Regions from separate parts of the Mus musculus genome. Here all the other regions are linked to region 1. A link is a contact called in public HiChIP or PLAC-seq and promoter capture Hi-C data. All regions are on one chromosome and are shown on one strand. The core of a region is the stretch at or near the end of the contact, and the rest is flanking DNA. Distances in the headings are between cores, read along the strand shown. Region 1 holds the start of Plekha5 (pleckstrin homology domain containing, family A member 5). Region 2 overlaps Pik3c2g (phosphatidylinositol-4-phosphate 3-kinase catalytic subunit type 2 gamma). Region 3 has its middle 70 kb from the start of Plcz1. Region 4 overlaps Gm45959 (a long non-coding RNA gene). Region 5 overlaps Gm30056 (a long non-coding RNA gene). Region 6 has its middle 18 kb from the start of Gm30056.

The links. Promoter capture Hi-C pulls out the DNA fragments that hold promoters and counts their contacts. HiChIP or PLAC-seq counts read pairs in DNA pulled down with a chosen protein or histone mark.
Region 2: an H3K27ac HiChIP or PLAC-seq map of VIP interneurons shows a contact between it and region 1, with 7 times the contacts expected there. The contact joins the enhancer-like site here to the promoter of Plekha5 in region 1. A contact is called at or near these places in 7 of 39 promoter capture datasets (the 3T3-L1 cell line, 3T3-L1-derived adipocytes, cranial neural crest and 2 more), 1 of 484 Hi-C or Micro-C datasets (cortical neurons) and 10 of 115 datasets of contacts at active chromatin or transcription factors (the SCID.adh cell line, VIP interneurons, astrocytes and 7 more).
Region 3: a promoter capture Hi-C map of liver shows a contact between it and region 1, with 4 times the contacts expected there. The contact joins the enhancer-like site here to the promoter of Plekha5 in region 1. A contact is called at or near these places in 6 of 39 promoter capture datasets (3T3-L1-derived adipocytes, cranial neural crest, frontonasal cranial neural crest and 2 more), 3 of 484 Hi-C or Micro-C datasets (the N1E-115 cell line and cortical neurons) and 13 of 115 datasets of contacts at active chromatin or transcription factors (the SCID.adh cell line, VIP interneurons, astrocytes and 10 more).
Region 4: a contact with region 1 is called in an H3K4me3 HiChIP or PLAC-seq map of craniofacial prominence, with 3 times the contacts expected there. The contact joins the enhancer-like site here to the promoter of Plekha5 in region 1. A contact is called at or near these places in 8 of 39 promoter capture datasets (the 3T3-L1 cell line, cranial neural crest, embryonic stem cells and 5 more), 5 of 484 Hi-C or Micro-C datasets (the N1E-115 cell line, cerebral cortex and uterus), 8 of 115 datasets of contacts at active chromatin or transcription factors (craniofacial prominence, embryonic forebrain, embryonic hindbrain and 5 more) and 1 of 9 other capture datasets (adipose tissue).
Region 5: an H3K4me3 HiChIP or PLAC-seq map of the SCID.adh cell line shows a contact between it and region 1, with 10 read pairs. The contact joins the enhancer-like site here to the promoter of Plekha5 in region 1. A contact is called at or near these places in 6 of 39 promoter capture datasets (embryonic stem cells, frontonasal cranial neural crest, hippocampal neurons and 2 more), 4 of 484 Hi-C or Micro-C datasets (cerebral cortex, cortical neurons and nephron progenitors) and 12 of 115 datasets of contacts at active chromatin or transcription factors (DN3 thymocytes, the SCID.adh cell line, astrocytes and 8 more).
Region 6: a contact with region 1 is called in an H3K4me3 HiChIP or PLAC-seq map of the SCID.adh cell line, with 6 times the contacts expected there. The contact joins the enhancer-like site here to the promoter of Plekha5 in region 1. A contact is called at or near these places in 4 of 39 promoter capture datasets (cranial neural crest, liver, maxillary cranial neural crest and 1 more), 1 of 484 Hi-C or Micro-C datasets (cortical neurons), 12 of 115 datasets of contacts at active chromatin or transcription factors (the SCID.adh cell line, craniofacial prominence, embryonic forebrain and 6 more) and 1 of 9 other capture datasets (adipose tissue).

Annotation. Positions count from the first base shown.
Region 1 is chr6:140,422,510-140,425,688 of GRCm38.p6, forward strand. Plekha5 (pleckstrin homology domain containing, family A member 5) reads left to right here and starts at 1,590. Exons shown (of 31, transcript NM_144920.3): 1 at 1,590-1,747; 2 at 1,868-1,947. The coding sequence starts at 1,656.
Region 2 is chr6:139,953,462-139,956,640 of GRCm38.p6, forward strand. The region is part of intron 32 of Pik3c2g (phosphatidylinositol-4-phosphate 3-kinase catalytic subunit type 2 gamma); the gene reads left to right. Among named protein-coding and RNA genes, the nearest start is that of Plcz1, 86 kb to the right of the region's middle. Within about 2 kb of position 1,565, at least 1 of the 459 cell types and tissues checked has an H3K27ac peak or open chromatin away from gene starts, as enhancers often do. A contact at or near this core is called in VIP interneurons, where this site is marked.
Region 3 is chr6:139,970,251-139,973,429 of GRCm38.p6, forward strand. No RefSeq gene overlaps it. Among named protein-coding and RNA genes, the nearest start is that of Plcz1, 70 kb to the right of the region's middle. Within about 2 kb of position 1,606, at least 2 of the 459 cell types and tissues checked have an H3K27ac peak or open chromatin away from gene starts, as enhancers often do. A contact at or near this core is called in liver, where this site is marked.
Region 4 is chr6:140,050,140-140,053,318 of GRCm38.p6, forward strand. All of the region lies in intron 2 of Gm45959 (a long non-coding RNA gene), which reads right to left. Among named protein-coding and RNA genes, the nearest start is that of Capza3, 10 kb to the left of the region's middle. Within about 2 kb of position 1,587, at least 22 of the 459 cell types and tissues checked have an H3K27ac peak or open chromatin away from gene starts, as enhancers often do. A contact at or near this core is called in the N1E-115 cell line, adipose tissue, craniofacial prominence and 1 more, where this site is marked.
Region 5 is chr6:140,093,933-140,097,111 of GRCm38.p6, forward strand. It overlaps Gm30056 (a long non-coding RNA gene), which reads right to left. Exons shown (of 3, transcript XR_001785445.1): 2 at 2,446-2,618. Among named protein-coding and RNA genes, the nearest start is that of Gm30056, 5.7 kb to the right of the region's middle. Within about 2 kb of position 1,614, at least 10 of the 459 cell types and tissues checked have an H3K27ac peak or open chromatin away from gene starts, as enhancers often do. A contact at or near this core is called in the SCID.adh cell line, where this site is marked.
Region 6 is chr6:140,117,462-140,120,640 of GRCm38.p6, forward strand. No RefSeq gene overlaps it. Among named protein-coding and RNA genes, the nearest start is that of Gm30056, 18 kb to the left of the region's middle. Within about 2 kb of position 1,565, at least 2 of the 459 cell types and tissues checked have an H3K27ac peak or open chromatin away from gene starts, as enhancers often do. A contact at or near this core is called in the SCID.adh cell line, where this site is marked.

The DNA.
Region 1 (3,179 bases), core at 340-2,839:
TAATGATAACAGAGAGTCAACAGCTCTTCTTATACTTGCTGTGCTGTGCCAGTGACCACTGATGCTAATGTGGGACATTTCCTGCCAGCTATTCATTGATTAAAAAAAAAAAAAAGTCATATTTTCCAGAGACTGGGTAGGAGATAAGATGTCAAAAAGTAATAAGGACTGAAATGAGGGAGCAGAATACAAACGAACCCAAAAGAGAAAACATTACAGCGATGGTATTTTTTTTTCCTCCTGTATATGCAGATGGACAGGAAAATTATAGCAGTAATTGCAGTCTCCGTTTCACCAGAGACGTATGGCCTTGGGGAATCAGGAGATAGGAGGAAAAGCCAATGAAAATGCACGCTCATCAGGAGCTTTGGCCAAGGGCATTCACCCTCCCTGTGCCTTGGTTTCCTTAAAGGTTGAAAAGCATCATTTACTTATTTCAGTTACTTGGGAAGATGAATGAGAGAATGCCTCAGAAGCATCCAAACTGGTCAGGGAAAAAAAAAAAAAAGGTGCTTCGAGAATGCCAAGTTGTACTGTTATTATTGAACTGTGTTTCCTCTGGGATGAGTCATTTGCTGCAAAGCCATGGAGACAATTCCAAGAGTGATGATGAAGGACCAGGGGCAGTAAGGAGCAAGCATAGCGCTCTTTACTGGTGCAAGGGAGGTCTTACTAGCAGTGAACCCTTCCTTTGTTCAAAGGACAAGGGGGCCGGGGGTGCCAAGGCATTAAAAATACTATACAGCAACGTATTCATTCGAGTAGACTCTTGGAAATCTATAGGCGATTTGAATTCAGACTTTGCCATTTTTCACCATAACCCTGGGCACAATCACCTTTGTTCCTTTACGTTTCTTTGCCCCTCTCAGTGAAACGGAGACAATCATAGTTCGAAGGGATTTAAATGTCCACCACCCCAAGGACTCCGTAAAGTTAAGTTGCCCTTGTAATAAATGAGAGAGATTGGGAGCCTAGAAATTCACGTTGATAATCAAGTGCATCTTTTTTAAGAAAGGAAAAGGCAAGTTTTTATTTTCTAAACTATTATATGGCTCAGAAGCTTAGAAAGGAAAAAAAAAAAACCACCAGTAACAAAAAGACCTTAAGTCTGAATCAGTCCCATTTCAGTGGTCCGAGCTCACTCGCGGACCCTCCTTTATTTGGCACGCCACACACCAGAAAAGCCTTTCCCAAAAGCAGTTTTCCATTTCAACGCCCGGCGTCTCCCAGAGAAGCCCCGGGCTAGGCAGGCAGTAGCTGATTCAAAACCTCACAGGTTCGGAGCCCAGCCCTCCGGGCGGGCGCCGGCGGGACCCGACCCCGGAACCTTCGCGCGGCGCGGGCGGGGCACGGGGGAGGGCTTTGGCGGGGGCGCGGCGCCGCTTCGCCCAGCCTCCGAGCGAGCGAGCGAGCGAGCGCAGCGCGGGCCGGCGGCCGGCCGCGGAGGATGCCGAGGGGCGGCGACGCAGGCCGGACTCAGCCGGGGCGGCGGGGAGGGCGCCGCCCGAGGGGGTAGGGCGGCCGCGGGGGCGCGCTCGGGCCGGGCCGCGCGCCCTGCGCTCCTTTCGCTCGCTCGCTCGCTCGCTCGCTCGCGCCCTCCTTCCTCAGCGGCGGCGGCAGCACAAGGCGGCGGCGGCGGCGGCCGGGGAGCAGACATGGCGGCCGACCTGAACCTGGAGTGGATCTGCTCGCTGCCGCGCTCCTGGACGTACGGGATCACTAGGGGCGGCCGCGTCTTCTTCATCAAGTGAGCGGGCGGGGGAGGCGCCGCCGGGCGGCTGGGGGGAGCGGTGGGAGCGAGCGGGCCGGGGGCCCCCGTGGGTCGCCCCTCGCGCCGCTCAGCGCCTGTCCCTTCTCTTCCCTGCAGCGAGGAGGCCAAGAGCACCACCTGGCTACACCCGGTCACCGGCGAGGCCGTGGTCACCGGGCACCGGCGGCAGAGCACAGGTAGGGCCGGCCGGGGCTGCGGCTCCGGGCCACCTGGCGGGGTTGGAGGGGCTCCGGGCTCCGCGCGACTGAGTCCCGGGGCGCCTATTCTTCTCCGCCTTTTCATCAGCGCTTGGAGACGGCGCCCTCTTCCTGGCGCCCTGGTCCCCATCCTTTCCCGGACGCCCCCCGAGGATGGGCGACGCCCCTCTACCCCGGATCGCCCCCGTCTCCGCCTCCAGCACCCTTTAGGAAGTCCTCACCCGCTCCCCTTTGCTCCCCGCATCCCAGCACCCCTGCGGTGAGACGGTCCCGCATCCTCGCCCTGCTCCCCAGAGAACTGCTTTCTGCCAAGCAGCTTCCTCCTCCACCACCTCCTACTTCTCCTAAGTGGGACTGTGGGTAGGTGACTGATGGAAGAGTTAGGGGTGCTGCGGTGCCCCCCCACCATGTGATCCAAACACCGGTGAGTCCCCTCCTGCTACCCGAGTAGCCGCTGGAGTTAGGACGCTGGAGCGGGCGCCGCAGCCAGTGATCCCGGCTCAAAAGTCCCCGGTAGCCGCAGCCAAGCTCCACGTACCACCAGCAGGCGGTGGGCGAGCCAGGGCGGTCCCGCGTGGGGGGCCTTCGGGCCCCAGTTCCACGAGGAAATGCATCTCGGGTTGCTTTGATAGCTTTCTTGAATGTTTAGCATGAGTTGAGCTGGAGGAGGGCTTGTGGTGGTTTCAGTGCTGGTCTGGCTTTCTTTTGTCATTCTTTGTTTACATTCACCCAACTTGTTTGCCTGAAACGTAACGTGAGTTCTCATACTGGCCCGCCTCTATTCCGGGTGACTGCAAAGGCTTGAGAACAGTTGGGTCGAAGGTGAGGCCCAGTTCTGTCTCTCCCTCTGGGTACTTTTCTCGCCAGCTCCGAGGTTCTGAGGATCTCCTATTAAAGTTGCCAGAAGGGTGAACAAACCTGCCTTTTCTGCTAAACGCTGGAGTTCAGTGAAGTGACTAATAATGTGTCCAAATTTGCACAAGTGTGGAGGAGGAAAGGGAAGGCTGCTGTAGCAGGCATGATGAGGTTACATTTTTAGGGCATTTCTGACTAATAAACCGTCATGTTTCCTAACTCTCTGCACTCTTTAGCTTCAGCCTGTTTACTGTACGCATTTGCAACTTTGATAGCCTCGTTACCCTTGTGGATATGGGCACGTTTATTTCATGGAAGACAATATAGGGTTAAAAGAATTTAGCCCAAATGTTTTA
Region 2 (3,179 bases), core at 315-2,814, 470 kb before region 1:
CAGTAGAGGTTGTATAATGATATTTAAAGTCAAAATTAATCTGCATGAACATAAGGACAAAGAGCACATTGATAACTGCTTGATGGCAGGACAGCTGGTGGCACCTTAATAAATTATTCCAGATCCTGAAGGAAGAGGAGGTGACACCAGGACGAAGGGGAAGAGTTGATGTTGATAAGACAGCTACAGAGGAAGAAAAACTTCTCGACAAGACCCAAGCAATCAACGTCTGCACTTAAAGCCGGTACCAGCCAAGGGAAACCTACTGTTCACATTTACAACGCACTCCTGGCTCAAACTGGAGCCTGTGCTCTTGCAGCATTCTGAAAACTCACGGACAGTCAAGGACCTTCTCAAGGGCACTAACTCGGAAATAGAAACCCAAAGCTTGAGGGTGGCACTTAAAGGGAGAGGCTCCCGCACAAAACGCGTCTGCTGTTCTGTCACTTGAGTTTCTTCTTCAAGCAAAGAGGAGCCCAGACGTTTTGAGACGGGAGGGGCTGTAACCAGATCAGTTTGGGGGTGTTAAATATGCTGCTGATATACAAAATGACGGAAGGGAAGAAGTAAAAAATATTTAAAAGCCATTAAAAAGGCAGGGCAAACTGCTCAGCCAATGTAGTAGTTGCTTTACATGTAAGCTTGAGAAGCTATGTTTGATCTCTACTACCCAGGCATGGTGGCACACGCCTGGGTCCCCAGCTTGCTGGCCAGCTGGCCTAACCGAGATGATGAATTACAGGATCATTTCAGATTCAGTCTCAAAAAGTACAGTGGAAAACAACAAAGAAAGACATCCAATGTCCTCCCCTGGCCTCTTCCACCTGATCACCTGATTGCACCACTCACCCCCTCTCCAACACACACACATACTCATGCTCAAGTGTGTATGCAAGTGTGTGTGTGTGCATGCATCAAAAAAGAAAAATATTTCAATGATGTATAATCTCTTTGATATATTGGAACTTAAATACTTAAAATTAATAGCATGATCCAGGGCAGTTTTAACTTCCAGCCCAGTGGAGTAATAACTATGTCTTATAGTGGAAGCATTTCTTCCCTGGAAAAAGATCCTTAGTCCAACAGAACATAAGGTCTGGGGACAAGAAATAAAAATATTTTAAAGCTACTGGTATCATGGTGAGTGGTCCCACTCCTTTTTCCCCCTTAATCTTGGGAACCATGAACATGGTGGGGGAGACACACAGTTCTATATATTTATGGGATGCTACATAGTAGGTATATAGCCTGCTGGACATACTTACCCAACTCTACAAGACATTTTTACTGAGCTGAAGCCGTAACTGAGTCTTCAGAAGGCCATCCAACAGTTCTATGAATAATACACATCTACAGCTGCTCAGGAGCAGGATACAAAGAAGGGGATTCTATTGTTGCACTTCTATTGGAGGGAGTCCCTTAATCAGGAGCACTGTTGCATAAGAACGATGGTACTGAACACAAATCCCTATCAGCCTATCATCATCCCATTATGAAGAGAACATTGCCCCTCCATAATGGAGAAGGGCCAAGGCAAACAACCTGCTATCAGTTTGGTGCCATCTTTAGGATTCAATAGCCTACTTTCTTCTGGGCAGATTGCTCACACCCCTTGGGCATAGCCTGGTATTGTGTGAGGCTTTTCCTAGGCAGACACAACATACAAGTCTACTCATCCCAGACTTAGAACCCAGACATTCCAAAGTAACGATTGCACAAACATCCAATTTGGTGAACTGGTGAGTTTGTACTGGGGTTCCTTGCAAGAGTAGGATGGCTCAAATGCAGCTGTATACCTGAAAATCTCCACCACGTGGGTAAAGACCCATGCTAGAGCTCTCTGTGTCACCTGCAGGTGGCTGGCTCTACAGGTCCCGGACTCTTGTCCAGTAAGCTGATTGGAGTCCCCTTCCCCAGTTGTTTACTGCATTTACAATTCTGGGAAGGGACCCTCGAAATCTTGTGTGTTCCAGCTTTCCCACACATGTGAGGTTTATATCTGGGGTCTTAGGAGCCTGGCTGCCTCCTTCCTTGACAGCATGTGGTTGTTGTGAGGAAGCTGCTAAACAACACTCAGTCTGTTTAGTGATTGGAATCTGTGTTGCTGAGCTCTTAAAACTGCTCACCTCATGTACAGCCAGGTGAGGTGGTACACGCCTTTGATCCCAGCACTTGGGAGTCAGAGGTAGGTAAATCAATGTGCGTTCAAGGCCAGCCTATTCTACAAAGCAAATCCCAAGACAGACTGGGCTACACAGATAAACCCTGTCTCAAATAAATAAATAAATAAATAAATAAATAGATAGATAGATAGATAAATAAATAAATCCAAGCCAAAAAAAAAGAAAGAAAGAAAGAAAGAAAGAAAGAAAGAAAGAAAGAAAGAAAAAGAAAAAACTTTTCACCACAACCACCACGTTTGGTTTCTTCACTGGTCCATGGGGAATAGCAAGGTTAATCTGTATAAATGGATTGGGCCATTCCTATGTATTTTGGTTAATTATATCCTACTCTGGTGATGACTCATTCTGTGATGAGAATTTGCACAGACCACAGATACATTCGTGGCGTTCCCCCCTCCCCCCTTGAAGAATCCTTTCCACATACTTTTTTCCCAGATTTCCCTATCACCAATTTTGCAATCATGTTCTTTCCACGTCCCTGACTATGCATCCAAGCCATTGGCTTCAACTCACGAGCTGGTGCATAGACACATCTGGCCATTTCTTCTTCCAAGCCAAATAAGCATGCAGGTGCTCCTGCTTGAAGTTCTGCCCACTGGGAGATGCTCCCTTCAGCACCGGTCTTCAGAGCCATCCCAGAGCCAGCCTACAAGGCTGGAATTGTAAACATCCAGATGGTGCCCACCTGTTGAGGGCAGCTTTATCTGTAGACCAGGACTTCTTCTTCACCTCCTTTGCTAAACAGTTATATGAAATTTGGGGGTAGAGATGAGACTCGGTGGCTGAGCACATATTGTGCATACAGGCCTTAGGGGCAATCCACAACACCAATAAAAATTCATCAGGAACTTTCTAGCTGCAGAAGGTGAGGTCTGGATGGGCACAAAAGCCAGGGTAGCAGGAGTTGAGGACTTTGAACATTTGGGCCAATTTATATAACTTCCCAGGCCACCAAGAATGTGTAAACAGCTTTGTATTTTAGAGCATTAAATGGTA
Region 3 (3,179 bases), core at 356-2,855, 450 kb before region 1:
TAGAGTATCTAATAAAGACTTCACACACACACACACACACACACACACACACACGCACGCACGCACGAGTGCTGCCCGATTGAGAAAACCCATTAGACCTGCTTTCAAACTACATCCCAAGTCCAGTCACTTAGCAACCTTTCCTATCATCATCTTCATCTTCTGTGACCACAGATGCCTTCTAAGAAGCCTCATGGTTTCTGAATCCCAGCCTCCTTCCATTCCTTTTCCAGCACCATGGCCTCTGGGATGTTGGCATCCTTCTGCTCTAAACTCTGCAGGAGCCTCTAATTTCAGAGCAAAAGCCCTAGCCTTTAAAATAGCCTGAAAGGCCCTATTGCTGACTTCTCAACAGCTCTCTGTCTCTCTGATGTTGACGCTCCTTGTGTCCCTCTATCCTCAGAGCTCCAGCCGTGGCCTCCTTTCTGTCCGCTGGACACTTCAGGCATGTTTCATCCTTGAAGTCTTTGATCATTCAACCCCTTCTCCAAAAAAAGGTTCTTTGGGTCCCTCTGTCCACTTTTCTGACTCCCACACATCCTTCAGATCTTGAGCAAATGTCTCTGTCTCTGTCAAACCCATCCCATGACACCACGGTGACATGGCAAACTGCTGTCCTAGGACACACACCAGATCCTTCCTACCCTACCTTTTCTCCTATATGTTTGTCATCTCTAGATGTGTGCGCATTCACATTTTATTTTACATGTTATTGATATTTGCTTCTCCAAGCAAGTAATAAGCCCTAAGCCAACACAGGTTTTTCTCATTGACAGTACATCCTCAGACAAAGCAAAGGGGAGCTCTTCCCCGTGACCTCACTATGAAGAACTCTATTTCCCCTAGAAGTGACTATGATCCATACCCAGAGTCCTTGCCAGACTAGCCTTGGTACAAAGATCAGCTAATTTCTTCTCTAGGCCTTGAAGACTTCCTGTCTAGATCTATTCATCTCAAGTCTGACTGTACCATCAATGAGAGAATGACAGGGCCCAGGGATGTCCAAGGGGAGGCAAGATGTGACTTGACTTTGCCTGTTGAGTGACTATTAGATCACACATGGTGAGAAGGGAGCCAGGGAAAGGAAGAAAAACAGAGCATATGAGGGACTCTGGACATAACCAGCTCTTCTACCGCACCAGAATCCACAAAGGATTCTAGCAAGTCAGAACTCTCAAACCTGTCCTTCTAGGTCTAGACGGAAGTATATTTCCTGTAAGAGGAGAAAAATGCATTACCATCTGCCTAAATTAATATGGAAGAAAATGAGATTTATCCTGACCACACAATTAAGGCTATCTGATAAGATTTGGCTAAAAAAGCCAGAAAGCTCAAAGTAGGTGTCTTTATCTGTCTCACCCAGAATCTCCCAGTGCTGAAGTGAGGAGAAGCTTCCAAGAGTATTTCAGAGTGTCGTCGTGTTCTACTGACTAAGGTAGCCAAGCAGCCCACTTGCCCAAAACATTTAAGTGTACTAATCATGTCTAACAACAGAGTAGCTGGAAAGTCTGGGCAGCAAGGCAAGCAAACAAAACACTTTAAAGAGTGATGACCTTGGGGGAGAGCCAGCTGCTCAGTGTTTCCCAGAACTCACTTGGTGGTTATAACTACCTGTAACTCTCACTCCAGGGAATAAACTCTTCTGGCCTCGGCACCTATACTACCCATCCATGTCCCTCGAACCAACACACATACATAAACAGAATTTGAAGAAGAATAAGCACCTAGAAAATTTCCCACAAGTTCTTAGGAATCTAGAAAAATACACAAATGCCCAATTTAAATTCACAGTGAGAAAGGTCCTGGGATTACCAGAAGCACCCATCTCTGGCTACCTTCCAGGCTGTGCAAAGTTGACATAAAGGTGAAGGTGAGGTGGAGAGTTTCCAGATGAGAATAGAAGAAGGCATGTTCCACTATGCACAGAGAGTCAATAAACACTGGACATGGATTTATTTATACATTTAGGCTCTAGGGATTTACAGAAATCTATCACATTATAGTTGACCTCTAAGCTGACATACAGAGCTATCAGACACAACAGAGAATACACACTTTAAAACACGTTCAGAAGGGTACAAAACAAACTATGCTAATACTGTAATGCCAAACCCCAGCACAACCTGGAGTCAAGAAGATGTGATGGTTATAGTTGGTACTTTATAAAATATAGATTCTTCTGAAAGGAAGAAAGAGAGGGGAAAGGAAGGAAAGAAGGTTGGAAAAGGAAGAAAGAGAAATGAAGGAGGGAGGAAGTGAGGGCAGGAGGGACAAAGGGCATGGTGGCATATGCAATCCCAGCCTCAGGAAGTAGAATGTTGTGAATCTGAGGCCAAGCTGGACTGAAAAGTAGTGCAACTAACCAGTACCCCCGGAGCTCGTGTCTCTAGCTGCATATGCAGCAGAAGATGGTCTAGTCGGCCATCTTTGGGAAGAGAGGCCCCTTGGTCTTGTAAACTTTATATGCCCCAGTATAGGGGAATGCCAGGGCTAAGAAGTGGGAGTGGGTGGGTAGGGGAGCAGGGCATGGGGGGTATAGGGAATTTTCGGGATAGCATTTGAAATGTAAATAAAGAAAATATCTAATAAACACACACACAAAGAATGAAATGAAGTGAGATGAAACTGAAAGTCATAAACAGAAGGAAAATAAGGCCTTTAATTATATATCAGGTTTTACCTACAAATGTGTACGTAGTCTGGCATGGCTTTGGTGGGGGTGGAATGATATGGCTTCCGCCTCTGGGGCAGGGCCAACATGGGCCCCCGTGAGTGTCAATAGCTGCTGTGGATGTAAGGCTTGTTGGTATAATACTGTACGTATTTTTACATTCCTCCTTCAGAGAATGTGATCTCTGTGAACATTAATGACTCCATGAAAATCAGAGACAGCAGAAGTCTGGGAGGTGAAGGTGTGGCTAATGTCTCAGCAAAGCTGTAAATGCTGGGACCTTTGGGACAGCCCTTAAGGCTATGGAAAAGAACTCTAAAAACATGAGTTTGAAAATACATAATTTCTCAACTCTGCAAAAAAGAAGGATGCGCTATGTGTGTAGTATGGGGCTTCATGAATCTAAAGGAGCAACGGTAGCGGCATTAGTGAGCCGGCTTCTGAGAACGATACAAACGCAGGCAGATTCCCGAGTTCAATGTCAGCCTGGGACAGAGCAAGGTTAGGC
Region 4 (3,179 bases), core at 337-2,836, 370 kb before region 1:
AGAAAAGTGCACGGTGTGATGACTGGAGTTCCATCGTTAACGCCCGAGGAAAAGCTCTGTGTGGTACATTCCTACAATCTCAGTACTGAGGAGGCACAGAAAGGAAGAGCCCGTGGGGGCTGCTGGCCTGCTGGTCTACCCAAACCACTGAGCCCCTTCCTCAGTGAGAGCCCTGTATCAAATCAAAATGAGATGGAGGGCTTGCATGATGTCTCAGTGGGTAAAACCCAACAACCTGAGCTTAATCCCCAGAACACAGATGCACACAAAAGCACACAAGCGTACACACACATACATAAACACACACTGATACATATACTCATACACACACACAGGCTCACACACACTCACACACATATACATATTCACACACACAGAAACAAATACACACACATACAATCACACACATGCACACTCACACACACACATACACATAGACACACACTCACACATAAACACACTCATACACACATACACTCACACAGGTGCATACACACACATAGACACATGCACACATACACTCACACAGGTGCACACATACATACATACACACACACACACACACACACACACACCAGAATAAACATAGAAGAAAAATAAAAAGCAAGCATGGCTTTCCTTATTCAGTAGCAGCAGGAACTTGAGATGAACCGAACTGCCCCTGTCCCACCACACACACTGTCCCCAGTCTTTCCTCCGACATCATCTCTGACTCACACCAGGAGAGAGAAGTCTGCAGCCAGAGAGCAGAAGCTGAGGGAAGGTAAAGACAAAGATGCCGCTCACATGCCTGACACGGAAGTCCTCCGGGAAGGAATTGCTCCACCCTGTCTCTGCTTGAAGTGAAGCAGGCTGCATGTGCCGGTGCTGCTCCCAGGCCATTGACTAGAAGATGCTAAGGGACAGACACCAGGAGTGTGCAGCCCTAACGGGTAAACGCCCAAATTCTGGGATTTCTCCGCAGGCCCAGAGATTCTGAAAGTCTAATCATGAAGATCTAGCATAGCTTCATTTGAGGCTCACTCAAAATTAGAACAAGCTTCCTTTCTCAGAGGTGCTCCAGAGAGCCACGGGTGTGTTTCCCCCGTGTCCAGTCTCCCACACTATCACCTTCAACTCCGCTCATATCTATCTGGATACCGCTCTTCCGTCCCTAACGGCAAAGAAAATTAGCTAAGAGAAGCTGCTAAACTATTCATTTTTTTAATTTCTACTTGTGACAGTTCAATGAATATGTCAGGAGCAGCAAAGCCACAAAGATAAAATCCATTTCTTGTTTTAACCAAGTGCTGCACTGGAAGAAATTAACTGTAACTTTATTAGTCAGATTCCCCACCCCCACCCCAGGAAATGAGAGTGGCCGGGAAAGGGGTTAACACTTTTCAGTGGGTATTGGAGATGCTTTGCTGTCCTTTACTACAAATCACACACTCCCCAGGGGCCCTGGAGTTTCCAAACAAAGAACAGAAACCCTGAGACTTAGTATTACATAACAAATTTATAACCAACCCAAGAATGTGACTGCAGAATATCGCTCTCCTCTGCCGTTCTTTCATAGCAGCTGGAAAATATTACAGGCACTACGGTAGCCAAACTCAAGATATATCCATGAATGTTTTAAAGTGTACAACTGAAATGTAGCCCTGAGGGTCTGAGCCAGGAGGCATTTGGAAATAATGAAGCAGCGAAGATGTTTTATGGAGTCAGCAGAACCCAAGAGATTTCCTCCCAGATTCTACAGTTAGATGCCTAAATCCAGAGTTAGGAAACTATCTGGTGTCCTGGTTATGTGTTTCTATTGTCGTGACAAACACTATGACCAGCAGCTTGAGGGGAGATGGTTTATTTCGTCATATTGGTCACAGTTCTTCACTGAGGGAACTCAGGGCAGAAACTCAAGCAGGAACCTGAGGCAGGAACTGAAGCAGAGGCCATGGAGGTGAACCTCACAGCTTCCTCAGTCTGCTTTCTTACACAGCTCAGGACCACTACCCAGGTGTGATGTCACCTGTAGTAAAGTGGGCCCTTGCACATCAACCAATAATCAAGAAAATGTCCCACTGGATTACACATAGACTAATCTAGTGAGGGCATTTGTCAACTGAGACTCTCTCTTCCCTGTTGATCAACATTGAACAAAAACAAAAACAAAACAAACAAACAAAAAACAAAAAACAAAAAAAAAGGCTGTCAAAATTCCTCTCTATCTTTCTAGAAATGCAGTGAGGAAAATCCTAAAGTAATTTGTACAGTAAACAGTTCCCTAAGGCATCATGGGACATCTGAAGCTGAGCCATCAGTAAAGCAGGGTAGAATCCTTGACTCACAGTACTCTGCATCACTGGACTTAGAACATATAGAAATTATTTTCTATCAATGTTTCTACCTGTTGTAGTCCTGAAAATGTCCATGTACTAGGAATTATGGATCTTGGAAAGCAATTTAGGCAATGGTCCATGTTCGTCTTTCTGTTAAAGTATTTTCGAGTCTCCTGTGGAATTGTCATCTTAGAGGGTTGCTGCTTCTGTCTGCTAACCTATGTCTAGTCCTGAGAGCTTCTAGCCTCTGTACGATCTAATCTAGGCCTAGAATGTTTTCAGCCTCAGACTTGCTGCTAAATAAGCTCACCCTTTCTAGCTCTTTCTGATCTCTGGCTGGCTGATTCAATTCAGCTGTCTGGCTTAAACTCCTCTCCAAGCTGCCTGGGCCAATCTGACTTCTCTAGGTTTCTCCTGGGTTGCTCTGCTTGGCCTCATACTAACTGATAATTTGTTCTAATCTTCTGGCTCCTTCTCATTCTCTGGCTCATTCTGTTTTCACCTGTGTCTAGCTTGTTCTCTCTCTAGCCTGTCTATCACTGCCCTTATAAAACCAACTCTCTCTCTCTCTCTCCCTCCCTCCCTCCCTCCCTCCCTCCCTCCCTCCCTCCCTCCTGCATTGCTTTCCAATCCTCTCTCCTGAGAGGTGAGCACATTCTATTCTCTCAAATCTTTCTCTGTTCTGTCACTTTGTCTGGTACTCATTAGACATCATGTTCAAACATGGCTGCTTCCTTCTATAAACTAACTTTATCTCCATTGCTTGGGATTAAAGGTGTGTACTAAAGGCATGTCTGTGTTCCAGCCAGAGGGATTAAAGGTTCGTAGTAAGGACTTAGTCACATGACAACACAATCTTGG
Region 5 (3,179 bases), core at 364-2,863, 330 kb before region 1:
AAGGAAGAGAGACAGAGAGAGAGAAAATTAAGAATAATTAAGAATTAAGTTCAAGGTAACAAGGCAAGCCTGGGCACCATAAAACCTTGTCACACATACATACATACATACATACATACATACACACACACACACACACACACACACACACACACACACACTTCTTTAGCTGGAAAACTAATGCTTATACAGCAGGTAGACACTATTTCTCCAAACTCAGAATATTACTTTCCATCATAGTAAATCACTGGTTTCTGTGTTTATTCCTGTGCATGATCCATCTATGTTTACCTCATTCTACAACGAATCAAAGCACAGCACTTTATATAATCACACAATGCGAAGGTGTTGGGTATCCTATTCTTGACCAAATAATCAAAGACATTAAGTTCAATTTTTCCCCCTAAATCTTGGGACTGAAAGAAAGCCCTGGTCTTCACCTGTGAAGGGCAGCATGGTCTATGTGATCTCTAGTCAGTTACAGAAAATGAACTGACTTTATTTTAAAAGGCTATTAACGGATTAATTCCATCTTCAGCAAGGCTTTGGTGATTCTTATTTCTCTAAGTCTACTTTCACTCGTCCTTCAGATTTTACTGCTTTATCTTTTGTGCATGGCTGGGGTCCACATTGCCAGTCCTTATCACCTAAATTGATGGACACGAGTTAGACTATAGGGATAACCGAAAAGCAGCAAGCCCGGAGAGTGCTGTGTAAGTCCCTTCACTCTTAATGTGCAACCATTTTAGCTAGTGCTCGAGAAAATCCTCTAAACCAATTATGTTATAAGCATCCGACAATTTGGATACCTGATACAGAGTCAGAATCCTAATTTAACCTCATCTGGTGTTTCTACGATGACTAAAGAGCTCGAAATTAATCTAAAAATTTACACCCATTATTCATACCCAGTTGGTGTTCTCGTTGTGATGCGGGAGAGAACATGATTAATTCGTGTGAAGCACCAAGGTCAAGTTTATTTTGGAAACAACACCCCATAGCATTAAGTTTATATTCAGTGACAGGTTAGACAGTGTCCGTGCTCATACTGGGATAATATGTAGAACCAATGGGAGCCATGCAACAATAACAAAAAAAGGTCACCGCTTGGTGACATTTCAAATACTGTATGAAAGAAAAAAAGATTGTACATTAGTTTTTAGCATATTTTAAGAGCTCAGTAATTTCTCTCTGTGTTAGTAGACTGATCTGTGGGGGGAAATACACTGTCACTTCCACTTCTAATCTCTCTCTATTTTCAAATAACCTTAGCATAACACAGCTTTAGCTCATTAACTATAGATATCCATCACTTTTCAAATTAGATATGCTTCATTGAATTTGGCCGCTGTGTGAATTAATACAGACTAAAGCTGGTATTTTTTTTTCACTGACCTCTCAAATATAATAGAAAAGTGATAACATTGAAAAGTTCCCTCCAGAAACTTTGGGCACAAGAGGGGTAAGAGAGGAAGAGTGGAGCCACAAGAGGGTCCCTTGGGGTAGAACCCTGCGCGGCTCTGGCTGTCATCAGTTTGAGAGTGAGCTGCAGGACTGATGGTCTGCTCCAGTTAGGAAAGTGACCAGGTGACGGGTGAAGCCTGGGCTAGAGGCAGTGTCCTGACGTCAGAACGCTCAGCCTCCACTCCAGGCCTGTTTCGCTCTGTATATGAAATGTCCCAGGCTGCATGTGTTTAAACACCGCCCCCTACCACCGCAGTTGCTGGAGCTATTTTGAGAGACTGACGAACTTCCAGTAGGTAGATAGAGGCTTACTGGTGGAAACAGGTCACCTTGAACATTGTGCCCCAGACCATGTCCTCAGCACAGCTAGGCGAGGAAGTAAGGAATCCAGGAGCAGGCTCCTGCCAGCATGGAGTCTGGGCCATGACAGGCTGTATCCCCTGACCCTATGAGCCAAGATAAGCCCTCTGTCCCTTAAACTTCCTCTTGTCAGACTTTCCAGTGTAGCAGTGAGAAAAAGTCCTACTGAGAAGCCCTCTCAAAACTCGCCCACTAGACAGGCAAGTGCACAACTCTAAAATGTTCAGCCCCGGAAGTCAGGCGACCTCATGCCCTGTTTTCTACAACAAAACAGAACTGACTTGAGTCATTTGGCTGCAAAATGTGGCCTGTAGCGCAGAGAGGTTATTTATAGACTTAATTAATGCCAGTTTGGGTGAATATTCATATTTCTATGCCAAGCTATGAATCTATTTGGACCCTAGAGAAACTTAGTAATTTGATTAAATTGCACATCTGTAAAAAATATGAGTAAAAAAAAGTTTAGGATCTATAAAGACTCAAATCTGATGTCTATTTAGAAACTAATAAACCAGGAGACATGGGTCATGCCTGGAATGTCAGCACACAGTAAACTGAGACACGATAATCGCTGCAAGCTCAAGGCCAGCCTAGACTACAACGTGAAACCCAAACACTTACCTGTACCTGTAGCTCAGTTGTAGAGAGACCAGCATAAATGAAGCCTTGGGTTCAATTCCCAGCACGAGCCTGCAGAGGCAGCGTTGATGAGGTAGAGGCAGGGAAACAGAAGTTCAATGCGATTCTCAACTCCACAGCAAGTGTGAAGCAGCCCGGGATGCGTGAGACCCTACCTCAAAGCAAACAATAACAAATTATGTCAATTGATTAATTTAAGATGAGGGAAAGGACAGCCCTGATTGGAAGATACTTGTATTCAAATTATCTTTATGTATGAGGTAGAGGTTTGTGGCAGTAGGGGTTGGGGAAGTCGGGGTCAGGGAAATGTATGAAATCGGAGCCATGAGCAGGGCCTGGCAAGAAGGATGCCACTACCTTGGACGAAGCAAAACTAAACTAAAACCCTTCCATTGCAAGATGTTGTGATAATGATGTTGTCTTTATAACACAGATAATAACCAAGAGAAACGTAACCTCCAGGGAATGGGAGAGGACATTTGAAACCCCAAGAGTCTAATTCAGTGTCCTTACATATTAAATGAAGTATTAAAAACAAGAGAGTTTGTTCAGATAGCTCAAGATTTGAATGTCTGAAATATTTACACATCTGGCCAAGTACATTTTTATCTTCTAGGAAACTACATTTTCTCTGCTGGGAGACCATGAGGAATTTGAATTTTATGTACACTTTCAGTCTTCCGCTACTTATGACTGCTCAGCAGGAGCCATGCTGA
Region 6 (3,179 bases), core at 315-2,814, 310 kb before region 1:
TTTTCATCCACATGTCACCAATTTCATTTAGTTTCTACTACAGGTGGTACTGCAAGATCCCAGTGGAGAACACAAAGCTCTCACCACATCGGAGCCTGAAATTTGCAATAAACAGGTCTCTTCTAGTTTGAATCTATGATTGCAGCCAGGATGTCCACAGGCCCCCAGGTTCTCACCTTTCCAAGTTCTTACTACTATCAACATTCATGATGAGTCATTGCCAAATGAAAAGAAGAAAGACCTCCATGGTAAACAAAGCCACTACCCTACAGAAATTCTAAAGTCACTGGAAGAGAGCAAATAATTATGCTAATAACCTTGTATCTTTCAGAAAGGATTTTACATGGCACAGCTCACTCAGTTGGTGTAGCCTGCTCTTCTGGTTCCCTTCACAGAGATAGTGTAAACTGGTAATTGCCAATGAAGATCAAGATGGTAGAAACGTTTGAGTAAGACACACTTGCACAGCAAAGCATGCATCAGGTGCTGTTGGAAAGGGAGGGAAGTTGGGAATTAGCTTTCCATGTTTGTTTCCGCAATGCCTCTAGTACTTTAAGACTTCTAAATGTTCTTTCAGCATGCACTTAACGGACAAAAATGGACCACTTAATATCCTGAGATAAAGGAAGTGCTGGAAGATAATCCAAGGACAAAGTGCTACTTTGGAAAAGGAACAAAATTTGGTAATAAAAATTTATGCTAAGCTTTACAACCATGTGGGGCGGCTCACTCTAAACCAGCTACAAAATGGCAGCTGGGATCGATACCCGTCTCTACGAATGAACGAGACGTAATCCATCCAATATTTCCATCTTGCTTCTTTTATTTTGAGGTTTTAAATCTTTCAAGCGGATGTGAAGCAGGTCGACGAGCAAAGCCATCCAAATCCTCCTATACTGAATTGTGTTTCCCAGCATGTGATGTGACCCATGAATCACAGTGACAAACTCAAACAAGTGGCCCGGTTTTGTTCCTACCATGAGAACAGGCCACCTGCTCTTTGTCCTTGAAAGCTAAGCATCCCTCCAGCTGAACTTTCTTCATAGCAGTGATATTTCTCTTTGACCAGATTAGCATACACTGTTTGTTTCATTACTATAAAAATTCTATTTGGGCATCCAAATGCTGTGTTTCCTCCCTGGCTTCATGTGAGCATTCATCCCTCTTCGTATTATGAGAAATTTCTATGGTACCAATTAGAAGAACAAACTGCAAGATGATAATAGCTCACTCACATCAGAAATCATACATGAATTAGTTTCTTCCTGCTATTAACCAATTACAAAGTGATTTTGTGAATCAAATTTCCTTCTCAGATTGCAAATAATCACCAAGCTAAACCACGTAAAATTTCCAAAATTCAATTATTTGACTTCTGAAAATATCAATTTCATATCACTGTATCTAATTGTAATAAGTCAGATAGGGCAACCCATTAGACTCTACGGAAATGGCCTAGATGTGTCTGGAGTTTTCTAGCTATTTCAGATCTCAAGAGTATAAGAGTAAAGTCTTCTGTAAAAAGTTAATCACATGACCCACACAAATACTGATGCACACAAGTTAAAAATGTATTGCCTCGTCAGCAGGGGAGCCCTAGCAGGATTGTAGAGCTGCTTCTGAGGCCACTCTGAGGACGTTGCCTTTAAAAAAGCATTTGGATAGATGGAACTGTAAGAATGCAAACAAGATTGCTAGGTCAGATACAAATTTGATTGCTGTCCTGAAGGATAATAAAACTATAAACATTGATCTTATCTTCTCTGTATCTCTTATCACTTCCCTTTGAACAGAAACCTTCAAGTTAGCATGCATCTGGGCTCCTAGGAAATAACCAAGTCAGATGCAGTCACTTTGCCCTGTATCAAATCCCTCTGGGTTAGTGATCCATCAAGCCTCGGTCCAACAATGAAGGTACCATTGGCTCTTTCCCATCCAGCTTATTTCCAAGGTTTAGGTAATGTTTCTCAATGATGGCAACAAAGGGAAGGTGTTATCATAGACGTTGGAAACACAGTCATAGATGAAATGTTCCATGCTGTTGTTGTTGTTTATGATGATGGTGGTGGTGGTGGTGGTAGTATTGTTATTGTTCAATCTCCAATCTCCTCTTTCCGAGTTTTTGATCCTGGCATCTCTGGGCCAGCAAGCAGACTACTCTATAAAAAGTCACTTTTACAGATTTAAAAGTTGAATACAATCATGTTCTTCCAAATGATCTAGAGAGTCTTGTCTTGTCAATTCCTCAACTGGCTTATTACAATTTGTACCTATACTCCCTGCCTTTTTGGTACAAAGACAAAAACTTGTGAAAATTATGTGAACTGTTTGATGCATTTATTTCCATGAATATGCCCATTATTTTTAATACCATAAAATCTTCAAACGGAGGAAAAAGGCTTTTCAAATATCCCAGTCCCTTCTTTCTCTCTCACTTTTTACAATAAGTGGCTTTTTTTTCCAGTTGCTGGAACTGGAACTTATGACCCCAAGCATGCCAGGCAAACCCTCTGCCTCTGAGCCATGCTCCCAGTCCCTTCTCTGTTCATCTATGTAGCAGCTTATAATGAATTAAATGATAAAAACCCTGTCAGCATAGTCTTCATGCAAAGAAAATATGGTTGACATTCTCATTCTAATGAAAGTATGATCTCAATCAGACATGGTGGTGCGTGACTGAGGTCCTGACTCTAGAGGCTGAGGCAGGGAGACTGGCACAAGCTCCGGGCCAGCCTGGGTTACACACTGAGAACTTGTCAAAAAAGAAATGGAAGGAGACAGGAAGGAAGGGACGGGGAGAGGGTGGAAATAGAACCACACAGACTCACAGGTTAATTATTCTTTTTAAGTTTGCTGTATTTAATATAAAAGTCAGTGGTTCTGTTGACTCCCTCAAGTTGACTGTTTCAAGTTCTCATCTAGAGACAAGGAGACACTACAACATACTTTCTTGCAAATACGTTCACTGTGAAATTTAGTAGGAGGTTTTGTTTTAATCTGCCAAGAGAATGAGCTATATAATATATATAACACATAAATATTATTATACATATATAACACTATACTGCTCATTCTGTATATACACATGAATATGCCTATATTATTTATCTATACATATTATACATCTCATTCATATATCATCTTATACAACTCAGTCTACATATCAATAAGTGCTATAG